Linked DNA regions of Culex pipiens: region 1 is linked to region 2. A link is a contact called in public Hi-C data. All regions are on one chromosome and are shown on one strand. Each heading gives the region's core, a stretch centred on a gene start, on an enhancer-like site or on the middle of the called end of the contact. The rest is flanking DNA. Distances are from core to core; before and after follow the strand shown.

What was found. A called contact is a pair of places that touch in the nucleus more often than the background predicts.
Region 1: a contact with region 2 is called in a Hi-C map of whole body, with 8 times the contacts expected there. The contact joins the promoter of LOC120428653 here to the promoter of LOC120416825 in region 2. A contact is called at or near these places in 2 of 3 Hi-C or Micro-C datasets (embryo and whole body).

Annotation. Positions count from the first base shown.
Region 1 is chr2:214,589,498-214,596,570 of TS_CPP_V2, reverse strand. It overlaps LOC120428653 (28S ribosomal protein S31, mitochondrial), which reads left to right and starts at 3,274. Exons shown (of 2, transcript XM_039593700.2): 1 at 3,274-3,432; 2 at 3,498-4,642. The coding sequence starts at 3,401. The coding sequence ends at 4,590. It overlaps LOC120428647 (F-box/LRR-repeat protein 7-like), which reads right to left. Exons shown (of 5, transcript XM_039593693.2): 5 at 7,044-7,073. It overlaps LOC120428644 (E3 ubiquitin-protein ligase mind-bomb), which reads left to right. Exons shown (of 4, transcript XM_039593684.2): 3 at 1-225; 4 at 284-1,122. The coding sequence ends at 424.
Region 2 is chr2:214,389,646-214,396,095 of TS_CPP_V2, reverse strand. LOC120416825 (mRNA (2'-O-methyladenosine-N(6)-)-methyltransferase) reads right to left here and starts at 4,686. Exons shown (of 5, transcript XM_039578711.2): 1 at 4,182-4,686.

The DNA of each region.
Region 1 (7,073 bases), core at 2,025-4,524, 200 kb before region 2:
TCGACGCAGAACCTGCTCCAGGGCATCAACAAGAGCGGACACGGCGTGGCCATGAACAACACGATGTCACCGAACGTTGGCGGGTTGAACGGAACGCCGACTTCGCTAACCACGACGAATAACATTGGGCCGGTGGCGGTGGCCGGTGGACCCGCTCCGAGCAATCTGAATCTGGTGGACGACGTGCAAAAGCTGCAGCAGCAACTTCAGGACATTAAGGAGCAGGTAGCTTGAACATCCGCCCTCAATTTTTGTTCAAAAACTAATCAAAATTCTTTTCCAGACAATGTGCCCGGTGTGCTTCGACCGCATCCGGAACATGGTGTTCCTGTGTGGCCACGGGACGTGCCAGATGTGCGGCGACCAGATCGACGGTTGTCCCATTTGTCGCAAGACGGTCGAGAAGCGAATCATTCTGTTTTAAAGCACGACGGCACAACACACGACTTCTCCAACAGCTGCTGCAATTTATTCACCCGCGATAATCAAAAGTATCGTTTAAGAGAGCTTACTTTTTTACACACGGACACAACTACAGTTTAGGTTTTTAAAAGTTGATTTAGCACTGTGCGACTAAGTTTTTAGCAAACTTTTTATCCAACACCCTCGTTTTATCTTAAATTCTGTTTTGTTTAATTATGTCTTGCATGTTTTCCCCCCTCTATTTTTTTCAAATCTTCCCACGTTGAATGTTTTAGTTGTTAAGCACACCTATCGCGCGACGAGAGATTGTGACAAGAAAAAAAACTCTAAATATACAAATTCAAAATTACAATACGTTTGCCTTCAATGTCAATCAATCAGAGAGAAAGAGAGAGATAAAAAAAAATCAAGTAGAACGATTTCCTTAGCAGAACAGAAGAATTATCAGAAACGTATATATTACTACTTAAATACATAAATAAAGAAAAATAGTTGGAATAATATCACAAACACAACACTCAAAACTCAAACAAATTAGGCTGGGCGTATATTTGGAAGCCAAGCAAAAATAATAACAATAAAAAATCGATTTTGACTCCGAGATTTCAAGCTAGTTGCACGCAAATGGTTAAAATAATTGACAAAATTAAACAAATTTGCTTTAAAATGTGCTGAAACAGTTGTGCATTACGGAATATATGAATATCAGAAAACAAGAAATCGAAACAATTGCTGGCATCAAGAATTGACTAAAATAAAGTATTTTTAAAAATCCTTTCACTATCTTTTTACAGTTTCAAATTTAAGACAAATAAATATCTAACAATATCATCAAATGATTAAATCTGTGGTTTTTTTTTCGTTAAATTTGATGACAATCAGTTCAATTTACAGGCTAGTACGGAGCTCGGAAGGAACGCAAAACTCCATTTTAAAAAACACAAGAAACGGTAAAAAATTTTTTTTTCCATAAATCCTCGGATAATGAAATCTTCAGAAATTTTAAGAAATTAAAAATTAAAGTAAATAAAAATTGAAAAATTAACGGTGCGCATCAACCAGAGATTTTGCACCAAGATTTTTGTTACAGACATTTTAGTATCCTCAATTTTTGATTCATTCCTGTACACAAATTTATTACAACATAATTTGAAATTTTTTACTATCGGATTGTTGCAGGATTGGGTCCGTAAGATTGATAATTTTGGGGTAAGAAGACGGCAACTTCCTTGGTTGCGGTTTACACTTAAATAAAATCAAAATTTAAAATTATTCACACTCAAAAATTAAAAAAAAAAATAAATCCAAAGATCTAAAATTCGAAAAAAATAAAATTGTAGCATTGAAAAGCTCATAAAATTAATATTAAGAAAAAAAAATATTGAAAAAAAAACCAATGAATCAATAAAGAATTCTAAAATGAAAATACAAAAATGTTAAGGCTTAAAAATTAAGTTAAAAATTATGAAATGAAAAAAAATTAATCTCTTGAATTAAAAAATCAATTACTAAAACTTAAATTCTTAAATTCTTGAATACTTAAATTCTTAAATTTATAAATTTTTAAACCTTCAAATTCTTAATTTTTTTAATTCTTAAATTCTTAAATTCTTAAATTCTTAAATTCTTAAATTCTTAAATTCTTAAATTCTTAAATTCTTAAATTCTTAAATTCTTAAATTCTCAAATTCTTAAATTCTTAAATTCTTAAATTCTTAAATTCTTAAATTCTTAAATTCTTAAATTCTTAAATTCTTAAATTCTTAAATTCTTAAATTCTTAAATTCTTAAATTCTTAAATTCTTAAATTCTTAAATTCTTAAATTCTTAAATTCTTAAATTCTTAAATTCTTAAATTCTTAAATTCTTAAATTCTTAAATTCTTAAATTCTTAAATTCTTAAATTCTTAAATTCTTAAATTCTTAAATTCTTAAATTCTTAAATTCTTAAATTCTTAAATTCTTAAATTCTTAAATTCTTAAATTCTTAAATTCTTAAATTCTTAAATTCTTAAATTCTTAAATTCTTAAATTCTTAAATTCTTAAATTATTAAATTCTTAAATTCTTAAATTCTTAAATTCTTAAATTCTTAAATTCTTAAATTCTTAAATTCTTAAATTCTTAAATTCTTAAATTCTTAAATTCTTAAATTCTTAAATTCTCAAATTCTTAAATTCTTAAATTCTTAAATTCTTAAATTCTTAAATTCTTAATTCTTAAATTCTTAAATTCTTAAATTCTTAAATTCTTAAATTCTTAAATTCTTAAATTCTTAAATTCTTAAATTCTTAAATTCTTAAATTCTTAAATTCTTAAATTCTTAAATTCTTAAATTCTTAAATTCTTAAATTCTTAAATTCTTAAATTCTTAAATTCTTAAATTCTTCAATTCATAAATTCTCAAATTCCTAAAATGAATTTTTAAAGTCCAAAACTTCCAAATTTTTTTTAAAATCCAATATTTGAAAAAAAAAATTAAAATTAAAAAAAATCAAGAGATATTTATAAAATAATTTTAATCTATAAAATTATAAAATAGAAAAAAAGTCAAAAATTATTTGTTTTACCAGGTTTTACTGTTTTTTTAAACTATTCAGAATTTTATTTAAAAAAATAAAACAATTAAATTTTTTTTAATTAGAAAACGATTGCCAGAGAAAGAAAAAGTCAAAATTAAAAAAAGGTTTGATGGACTTCAAAAAAACTCCAGCGTTCCTTCCAAGCTTCGTTGAACCGTTGGCGTCAATGTAAAAATTTGCATGAATCAGTGTAACGAGCCACTAAAATTAACCAAAAAGTTGAGCAATCTTCATCACACGTGCACTGGCTAAAATCACGCGTCGTGCGTTCATGACAGACGTCAGTTTAGAAAATTTCACCGCATGTAAATAAACAAAACCACGAGCGAAGTGGGTGCTGTTTTGTGCAAAAAGTTTAATATTTTCTCTGAAAAACAGCACTAAAAACAGTGAAAAATGTTTCATTTAGTTCGTTCAAACATTAGCAGGTTCGTATAATTAAATTACTTCTGAATGCACTTAAATTAACGTTGAAATCGCCTTCCCTCCTCAGATTACATAAGAGCTCCAGCACGGCCCGGCTGCTGGCCAACGCCAACTTCTGCTCCGACTCGTCCAAGGACGACGATGGCCAGCGTAAGCCAAAACAACCGAAAGATGACCAGAAACCCGCGGCCGCTCCTTCCGCCGCCCTGAGTCGCCTCAACGAGCTGCTCTCGATGATGAACACCGGCAACGAGGTCCAGCTCGTGAAGAAGGTTCAGCTGGCTCAACCTGCCGGCCAGAAGAAGGGAGGCAGCAAGAAGGCCAAGAAGGATTCCGATTCGGAGTCGGACTCGGACGATGAACGGCCAAAGGATTTGCTGAAGGCTACGAAGAAGGTCGCGAGTTCGCTGGGCGGAGATGCCAAGCAAACGGAGGCGGAACTGCTGGCCAAGTTGCTCGGAGGAAGCGGGGAGGGGTCCAGTCTGAGCGACGTCATCACCGGTATGCAGGTCGATCGGGAGGGCGCGGCAAAGGAGGAGGTCAAGCTTACCCGGAGCAACGTCGTGAGGAAGTCGATCGAGAAGAAGGCTTCGAAGGAACATCGGGGAGATTACGCGAGGGAACCTCGCGAGCGAAAACGAGCTCCGCTAACGGCACTTGTACCGCCTCCTACGGGAGCCAGCGTCAAGTTGTTCGACGGAGAACCGCTGGGCATCTTCACCGATCCGTCGCTGTTGCGCGAAAGTCCGGACGTCCTCAAGACCTGGAATGCCCTGCACGAGCGGGAACTCCGCCTCGCGGTCACCCACCCGCCGGCCAACCACTTCCAAAAGATGGCCCTCTGGACGGAGCAGGGCAAACTGTGGCGATTCCCCATCAACAACGAGCAGGGCTTGGACGAGGAGGCGAAGGTGTCCTTCACCGAGCACATCTTCCTCGAGGACCACCTGGAACCGTGGTGTCCGAAGCGGGGCCCCATCCGGCACTTTATGGAGCTTGTTTGTGTGGGGCTGTCGAAGAATTACTTTATCAGTGCGCACGAGAAGCGGGAGCACATTTTGTGGTTCCGGGATTACTTTGAGCAGAAGAAAGATTTGCTGAAGCAGGTTATCGTGCAGGAGGAGGCGAGCAGCGGAAGTGCGAAGCAGGTTGAGAAGTAGTAGCAGTTCGGGTGACGACTTTGTAATTAGTGGAATAAATTTGTTGAATGAATTTTCTGTGTTTGTGTTTTTTGTGGTGTTGGGTTTGATGACTGCATTTTTTTGAAGGATTCAATGTTGATTATGAAACTTCATCTCTGTTCGGGACGTAGGATTCAAGTACCGAGAGCGTCACGCCAAGTGCACGCGATTACGAACTTTCGATCTGTCGGCAGCTCCATTTAAACCGTCTTCTACGGACGACGACGACGATTCTTGATCGTTTGCATCGTTGATATGTGTAACATATTCGAAGACATCGTTAACTTCTTGATTTTGCTTGTGACTTCGACGTTCTCGGAGTGGCTGCTTTTTCTCTTTTTTGACGTTGCTCCACCATTGGCTCGTGGAGATTCGTGCGGAATTGTTGCTAATGGAGATTCTGGTGGAATTGCAAATTTTCGCAATTAGAGCGTCGACGAGGCTTGATCTTTCTTTTTCTATCTCGCGCAATTTTGCCTGTATTTGGCGTGTTAGATCCATCATTTGCTATTGTTTGAAATTGTATTTTAAATTGCTTTACCAGCCGGCTGGTACTAGCCCCCTTTAGCATTAGCATTATGATCTTTAACCTTGTGTCAGGTTCTGTTCGATCAGCTGGAAAAATAACGATCACAGTTTTCGAAATTGCAATTTAGCGTCGGATTTTAATCCGATATTGCTGCATTTGGTTCTAGTTATCATCAAAAACTCCATAACAAACTTCACACTGTTGAATTTTTCTGTCTTAATGCTAAAACTGTAGCTTTCAGGACCGGCTGACGCAGCAGCAGCTGGGAGTTATGTAAATCATTGAAAAATAAAAGCAATGAGAGCGGATAAAATCTGGGAGCAATAGTTACAAATTTTCCACCTCTTGCGAAATTTGCAATTCCGCCCAAATCTCCATTAGCCGCAATTCCGTCCAAATCTCCACCAGGCGATGGTGGAGCGACGTCAAAAAAAGAGAAAAAGCAGCCACTCCGAAGACGTCGAAATTGATGCACCATATTCTTGATTTACACAACGAAATGGGGGTGTTTAAATCTCGAATCGCTAAAAAAAGAAAATCCGTGACTTAAATTGAGAATATGACCTAAATTAAGAATCTTTGGGATTTCGTAATTTGTCGGAACTTTTTCAAAATGTATCAATTGTATTTTGTTTAGTTATGTTATAAAAACATTTTAGCACGGTTTTGGAACACCTGGGATGTTCTAGTCCATCCGAAACATCCGGAAATTTTGTGCAGCAGGCTAACCAAAGAAACAAGTTGAAACTTCAAAATTTTGACAACGGATCCTACCCAGACTGCTTCAGTGAGTGCGGTAGGCTACAGTGCATTGTTGTAACAACTTATTGGGATGATCTGGGTCATCCAAGATCTGTGGGTCTACCGCCGTAACAAGCCAGAGGTCGACGGATTTTGACCACGGAACATATCCGTATAGCTACAGTGAGTATGGTAGACTACTTTGCTGATATTTTAGGATGTCCTGGGTCATCCAAGGACTCTCTGCAGTTAAGATCTGTGGGTCTACCGCCGTAACAAGCCAGAGGTCGACGGATTTTGACCCTGGAATATACCCGCATAGCTTCAGTGAGTATGGTAGACTACTTTGCTGATCTGTTGGGCTGTCTTGGGTCATCCAAGGACTCCCTGGAGTAGTCTACCATACTCACTGAAGCTATGCGGATATGTTCCGTCGACCTCTGGCTTGTTACGGCGGTAGACCCACAGATCTTAACTCCAGGGAGTCCTTGGATGACCCAGATCATCCCAATAAGTTGTTAGAACAATGTACTGTAGCCCACACTCACTGAAGTAGTCTGAGTAGGATCCGTCTTCAACATTTTGAAGTTTCGACTTGATTCTTTGGTAAGCCTGTTGCATAAAATTTCCGGAAGTTTCGGATGGACTAAAACATCCTTGGTGTTCCAAAACCATGCTTAAATGTTTTTATAACATAACTAAATAAAATACAATTGATACATTTTGAAAATTCTCCGACAAATTACGAATCCCAATGATTCTTAATTTAAGTCATATTCTCAATTTAAGTCATAGACATTCTCATTTTAAGTCATGACCTAAAAAAAATGTGTAAATCGAGAATCGTTTAAAAAAAGATGACTTAAAAAAAAGAATATGGTGTACAAAGTTTCAGCAGTGACCGTCATTAGGTATGTGACTTTAGTTGTCTTTATTCTCCACAGTCGGCTCACTGATTGTCAATCTTTACTCTTCCTCCGTCTGTAGATGATTTCTGGAGTTTTTTTTTTGAAAAGGTCCAATAAACCAAATTTTCAGTTTTTGCTTTTTGGGTGTTTTTTAATAGCCCTGACTCAAGGCGGTTTTAAAAACACCCGAAAAGCAAAAACTGGAAATTTGGTTGATTGGACCTTTTTTTTTTTTTAAAAAAAAAAAACTCCAGTATTCTTAAGTAATTTTAAACTTTATACTT
Region 2 (6,450 bases), core at 3,437-5,936:
TGTATCCCTTTCACTCCTTATGTCAAAGTCCATCGGAGTAAGCGGGATACACTCAATGTTTACTTTTGTTTATAGGACCTTATCAAAAAAAAGTCAAGAACTGTATTTTGTGAAGTCATGAAAAGTAATTTACATTTTTTTTTGTTATAGGCCATCCATAAACCATGTGGACACTTTTTTTTAAATCTCAGACCCCCCCCCCAACCCCCCCTTCTCCTCCCCTTGTGGCCAATTGCCATACAAATATACAGTCCAGACTCGATTATCCGAAGGCGTCGAAAAAAATTCACTTCGGATAATCGAATCACGAAAATTTGTTTTTCGTTGTCTAATTTTTGATTGTCGAGTCACGAAATATTCTAGCAGAGGTGGCTCTGCTAGAATCCTGCTAGAACCTCGTGACTGGGTATGTATGACCCCTAAACTACGCTAAAGTGATTTTTTTTAAATCCAAGAAATATTGAAAAAATGAACTTTATTATTTAATAGACAATCAACTATTCAAATTTGACAAAAATGGGGTCGCAGAACTCGAGTTTGATGTTTAAAACAAGAAAACAAGAAAAAGAAAAAAAAATGTGTTAGTGATTCGATTATCCGAAGTAGTCCCATACAAACCTTCGGATAATCGAGTCTGGACTGCATATATTTTTTTGTATAGAGCGTAGACAATAGGGTCCTAAAGCCCTAAGTCAATTTTTATGTACAATTTTAAAAACAAACGATTAAAAACCTTTTCAGGTAACTTTTTTTATTTTAATGCAAAAAAATAAATTGATAAGACAACATTTTTTCGATGGATCAACTATGGTCACCTTGGAACGAGCTGTCAAGTAGGACCTTTTCTGTCAAGAAGGACCGCGAAGTTATTTTTTTAAATGCTTTGCTGTCGTACAAAAGGGTCATTGTACTCAGAAAAATAGGCTTTATTGTTGTGAACAATAATATCACAGATTTAAGCTTAATTTTAGGACCCAATTGCTGACCATTCCCCCCTCCCCCAAGGTGTCCACGTGGTTTATGGATCGTCCCTTGTAAACTGTTCAGTATAGATTGTAAAGCAGTAAAACCCTTATTTATGCATTGTCAGTCAAACAATGACTTTTTTTTTAATATTTTAAGAAATTTTGGGATCACAGATCGGTAAAAGACAAAAAAATTTGGAAAAAAAATATTTTTGAAAATAATCTTCTAGTTTTAGCAAGTAGAATTACCTATGTTTATTTTTGAATTTGGAAAAAAATAGTTAATATAAAAAGTTGTTAAATGAGTATGCCGAGTTGGATAAATGCGACAAGTGCTGAAAAATCAAGTTTTGCAACAAGTTGCATACAATTTTTTTTGGCAATTATAAAACACGTTTGAATGCAATTTTTTTCAGAAAGACGTTTGTTTCTCCGCTTTAGTTTGGCATCCGCGTGTTTGGTAAACACAAAAACCAAAACAGAATAAAAAAAATGTGATTTTTTGATACAGGTGATGAAAATTTCAATTTTCAGAACTGTTATTTTTAGCAATGAAAAGTAGGCTGTCTTTAAATATTTACTGGAAACCGCAAAAAAAAAAATAAGACCTGCTCTTTCAACTGTTCATTTTTTAAATAATGTGTATCTTAAAGAAAAATATTGAAAATATTACGAATCAATTGAAACTACATGAACCATACAGTATGGCATCACTTCCATTCTCTGGCTGCTCGACAACATCATCGTCACTAAACTCCACAAACTGCGCCTTTCCACATGTCGCAGCACGGCTAAAGAGCTGAACTGTTCAGCTTGTTTTTATAGAGAGATACACCACCTCTCAACCTCGACTCGTACACTCAACCCATCCCATCCTCCCTTAAAGCCGTTTAGTTTGCTCTTTACCACCACCATCACCCAAACCAAGCCAAACTGAACTCTGTTTGAATCGAAAAGCAAAACGCCAAAACAGAAAAACGACAACGTTCGTTCGTTTGGACGTAACTGACAGTCGCTCGCGGACTGCCGAAGAGGACGAACCTGCTGGGCGGAGATCCCCGTCGGAAGTGGCCACCGGAACGTGCCGGCCATGTGATCGGTCGGTTCTTAAACCGAATGATCTCTCCGAGAGGCCAGCTCCCCGGCTAGAGATTTGTTGGGTTTGTTTTGCTCGCGTTTGGTTGTTTAATTTTTCTAATTGGGAGATTTGCAGATGTGAAGAAGGGACTAACGATGCATGGATGGGTGATATTTGGGGTATAGAAGTACAGGGTGGTTAAATCTTCGCGATTTTCGCGATTTTCGCGAATTTCGCGGATTTCGCGGAAATCTAAATTGCTCTCACCGAGCAGGATTTAGATAAATTTGCGTTCTTTCTTCTGGAAATACTATATTTAGACAAACATTTTCACTAGCCATCGAAATCTACGTTGTATTCTTGAAGATAGACCCACAGGAACATTCAACAGAAATCCGCGAAATCCGCGCCGCGAAAATCGCGAAATCCGCGAAGATTTTTAACCACCCTGGAAGTAACTGTCGTCCAACAAGTATGACTGAGATCAGATAGATTGCTAATGAGATTAATCGACAACAAAAATTAGTTTGAATAATAGGGTTAAATCCCTAACAGACACGATCCTTTTCCACCCTGCCCAATTCTAAATTCTGTTTTATTTTACCAAATCAAGTTTTCCGATGTTTGTTTCAAACTCATCGTCAATGTTAGAACCAGCGTGCCAGTATGACATAGGGGGGAAGGTGGGTATTCTGTCAAATTTTGAAAATGTTATACTAAACTATTCTAATCAAGTCGAAATGTATACAAAATATGGCGTCGTTGTATACAGATATGTATTGAAAAAATATTTAAATTTTAGTATTTTCAGAAAAAATGATTAAAATCTATTTTAAAGTCATAAAAATTGCAGTTCTAATAAACGGTATTTTGCTAAAACTTTAAAATTTTATACTAAACAATTCTAATCTAGGGAAATATTCTTCAAAATTTTGAGTCGTTTGATACCAACATTGCAAATTATGAAAATTTGAATACTTCAGCCAAACTAGCGTTTCCCAAAAACATAAATCAATATCAATTGCCATGAAAATCCAATATAAAGATGACATAATAACTCAAGTCAAGATGAGCTTTTCGATTACAGACGTAGAAATCAAATATCTTAACATAGCTCTCAAATTCCAAATAATTCATGCATATCTAATTCTGGATGATTCACTGTAGATTCACAATAGAAGTATCCAATTCAGAAATTAATGAAAAGATGAGTTACGTTAAAGTTTGAATAAATAACTATTTTATCATAAACGTTACAGCTTCTCTCCTTCACTCCATATTAGGCCACGTACGATATTTTTTTTTAAAGAATAGGCTTGCCAAAATAAACGCTACGATCTTCCCAGATCATAAGTAACTTTTCCTTTCTCCATCTGCGATTTTTTTAAGCCGTTGAGCTTGCCAACTCCAATTTCGTTCATTTTAATGAAAGCTCCAGAATTTTTCGTGAATAACTTCTTTGATTGTTTGTTGTCGCCAGATTACAGGTGCTTCGTTGTAGACGTAACAGCGTGCTACTCGCCTTCTCGTTTCCCAATCATAGACATAAGATTCAAATAATCTGATGGAGCTATTGATATTTTCGTGGAAACTGGTTGCTGACTGGAACAAGTGCTATAAAGTGAAGTCCGTATTAGAGGTGAACAAGTGGGGAACCGCTTTTTTTCTCGCTAAGTTTGAATTCCGAATTCTGAAAAGTTTTCCAATAAAGATGTTTTCTAATTGGAAAACGCAACAAAAGTCCAACGAGATTCTCGACGCGGCCACGTCGCCGCCACCATCCGGTCCGTTCTGGCCACACTGCCACGTAGTGGTGTTGGGAAGCGAAAAGTTTTGTCCTCGCTGGTGTGCGTGCCCCCGCCGTTCGCTGGTATAATATTATAAAGATATCGCTACGACGTCCAAACCGAACAGAACAACTCTGACCGCTTGCGACGAAGGAACGCCCTGTACGTGGCGACTGCGGGAACCGATTCCAACGCTGCCGCGCCGATCCGGAATGTTTTGCGAGGTTCTTCTACCTCTGCGATCGGGGATTGTTTTGAACGGGTTTTTTTTTTTCTCTCCGGGATCTTCGGAACACGGTTCCAGCTGGAACCGAGGGGGGAGGGCAGTTGGTGTGGTGGAAAAATACTCACTCGACAACAGAGGCCAGCTAAAACGACGACGGAGTTGACGCGAGTTTTTTCCTTCGCGGATTCAAGCGCGAAAATTTTCCTTCCCCCAAACGGACCGCACTCCGGGAATCTGCTACAGTTTTTTCCCCCACTGATATCCAATCAATCGTTCAACCCGTCGTAACGCCGGGGACGGTTCCAAGCTCAAGTTTTTCCTCTCGAAACAAAAATTTTCACCGAAAAATTGGCATTTTTTCCCGCGGCCAAAAATTCGAAATCTGCACTCCGCCGTAAAATCCGCCCGTGGCCGCCGGAAGTCCGTACTCCACCGTTCCGGCCGAGCCCGTCACTAGCACTCGCGATTCGCACCCGCTTTTCCCGCTAATACATCGCGCAAAACGGACTTTTCGACGAAAACTTTTCCCTGGCACAAATTCACGACGTCCGCCCGAGGTACGCCATTTGCATTTTCTCCTGGCGTTTTCTGCTCCGTGTTTGAAAAAAGCTGACCGAAGACTGAAGACTTGAAGTTGTGTGCGGCGCCCGCTGGCTGGCTGATGATTCGCTCTCGCTCTCTCACTCTCCCGCGCTGCGTGGACCGAGAAGAGAGAGGGCAAAAAGCGCGCATCAAAATAAACGCTTGTGTGTGGTGGTGAGATCGTTTGAAAAATAAATCGAATGACGTGCACGGTCATGAAAGATGACCAAAGATTGTGTTGTTATTACCCAAATTGCGTGTTCCAACACGGAAAGTTTCAGAATTTAAGTTTTCTGATCACTTTAGAAATAAAATAGAAAATGTGAATGCAAAAAAAAAAAAATTGAAAAGGCAACATTTTTTCGATGGACTAAATATGGTCCCCGAACGAGCTGTCAAGTAGGACCTTTTTTGTCAAGAAGGGCCGCGAAGATAATCTATAAAAATTGATTTAAAAATCCATTTTACATCCTTTGAGGTTATACAAACGGCCATTTTACTCAGAAAAATAAGCTTTATTGTTGTTAATAGTAATATCTCAAATTTAGGCTTAATTTTAGGACCCAATTTAAGTATTTAAGACTTTAAGAATTCAAGAATTTGAGAATTTAAGAATTAAAGAATCAAAGAACTTAAGAATTTAAGAATTTAAGAATTTAAGAATTTAAGAATTTAAGAATTAAAGAATTTAAGAATTTAAGAATTTAAGAATTTAAGGTGAAGCCGTTGATCATTTTCGAAGAAAATTGATCATCACTATAAAATATTCTGTATTAAATTCAATTTAACGAATTTCAGCACCAAAAAGAATCAGCATGTGCCGGGTGTTGAGTTCTTCAAGCCACTGAAAGAATTTTCGATCTAAATCAAATGCGTTTACAAATTTATATAATTTTGTGGTACAATCATTGACGTCCTAGTTGATTAATGACGATTTTCATAACTTTACAAGGAATGGAATAATAGTTACCAAAAGGAATTCGCATGTGTAGGGCACTATTCTAAACAACTTGTTGAAGGAATTTTGTCAACATATTGAAAGCGACGCAAAATTTATATATTTGAACGAAAAATCAAGACAATGAAGGAAGTCTTCACGTTAAGAATTTAAGAATTTAAGAATTTAAGAATTTAAGAATTTAAGAATTTAAGAATTTAAGAATTTAAGAATTTAAGAATTTAAGAATTTAAGAATTTAAGAATTTAAGAATTTAAGAATTTAAGAATTTAAGAATTTAAGAATTTAAGAATTTAAGAATTTAAGAATTTAAGAATTTAAGAATTTAAGAATTTAAGAATTTAAGAATTTAAGAATTTAAGAATTTAAGAATTTAAGAATTTAAGAATTTAAGAATTTAAGAATTTAAGAATTTAAGAATTTAAGAATTTAAGAATTTAAGAATTTAAGAATTTAAGAATTTAAGAATTTAAGAATTTAAGAATTTAAGAATTTAAGAATTTAAGAATTTAAGAATTTAAGAATTTAAGAATTTAAGAATTTAAGAATTTAAGAATTTAAGAATTTAAGAATTTAAGAATTTAATTTAAGAATTTAAGAATTTAAGAATTTAAGAATTTAAGAATTTAAGAATTTAAGAATTTAAGAATTTAAGAATTTAAGAATTTAAGAATTTAAGAATTTAAGAATTTAAGAATTTAAGAATTTAAGAATTTAAGAATTTAAGAATTTAAGAATTTAAGAATTTAAGAATTTAAGAATTTAAGAATTTAAGAATTTAAGAATTTAAGAATTTAAGAATTTAAGAATTTAAGAATTTAAGAATTTAAGAATTTAAGAATTTAAGAATTTAA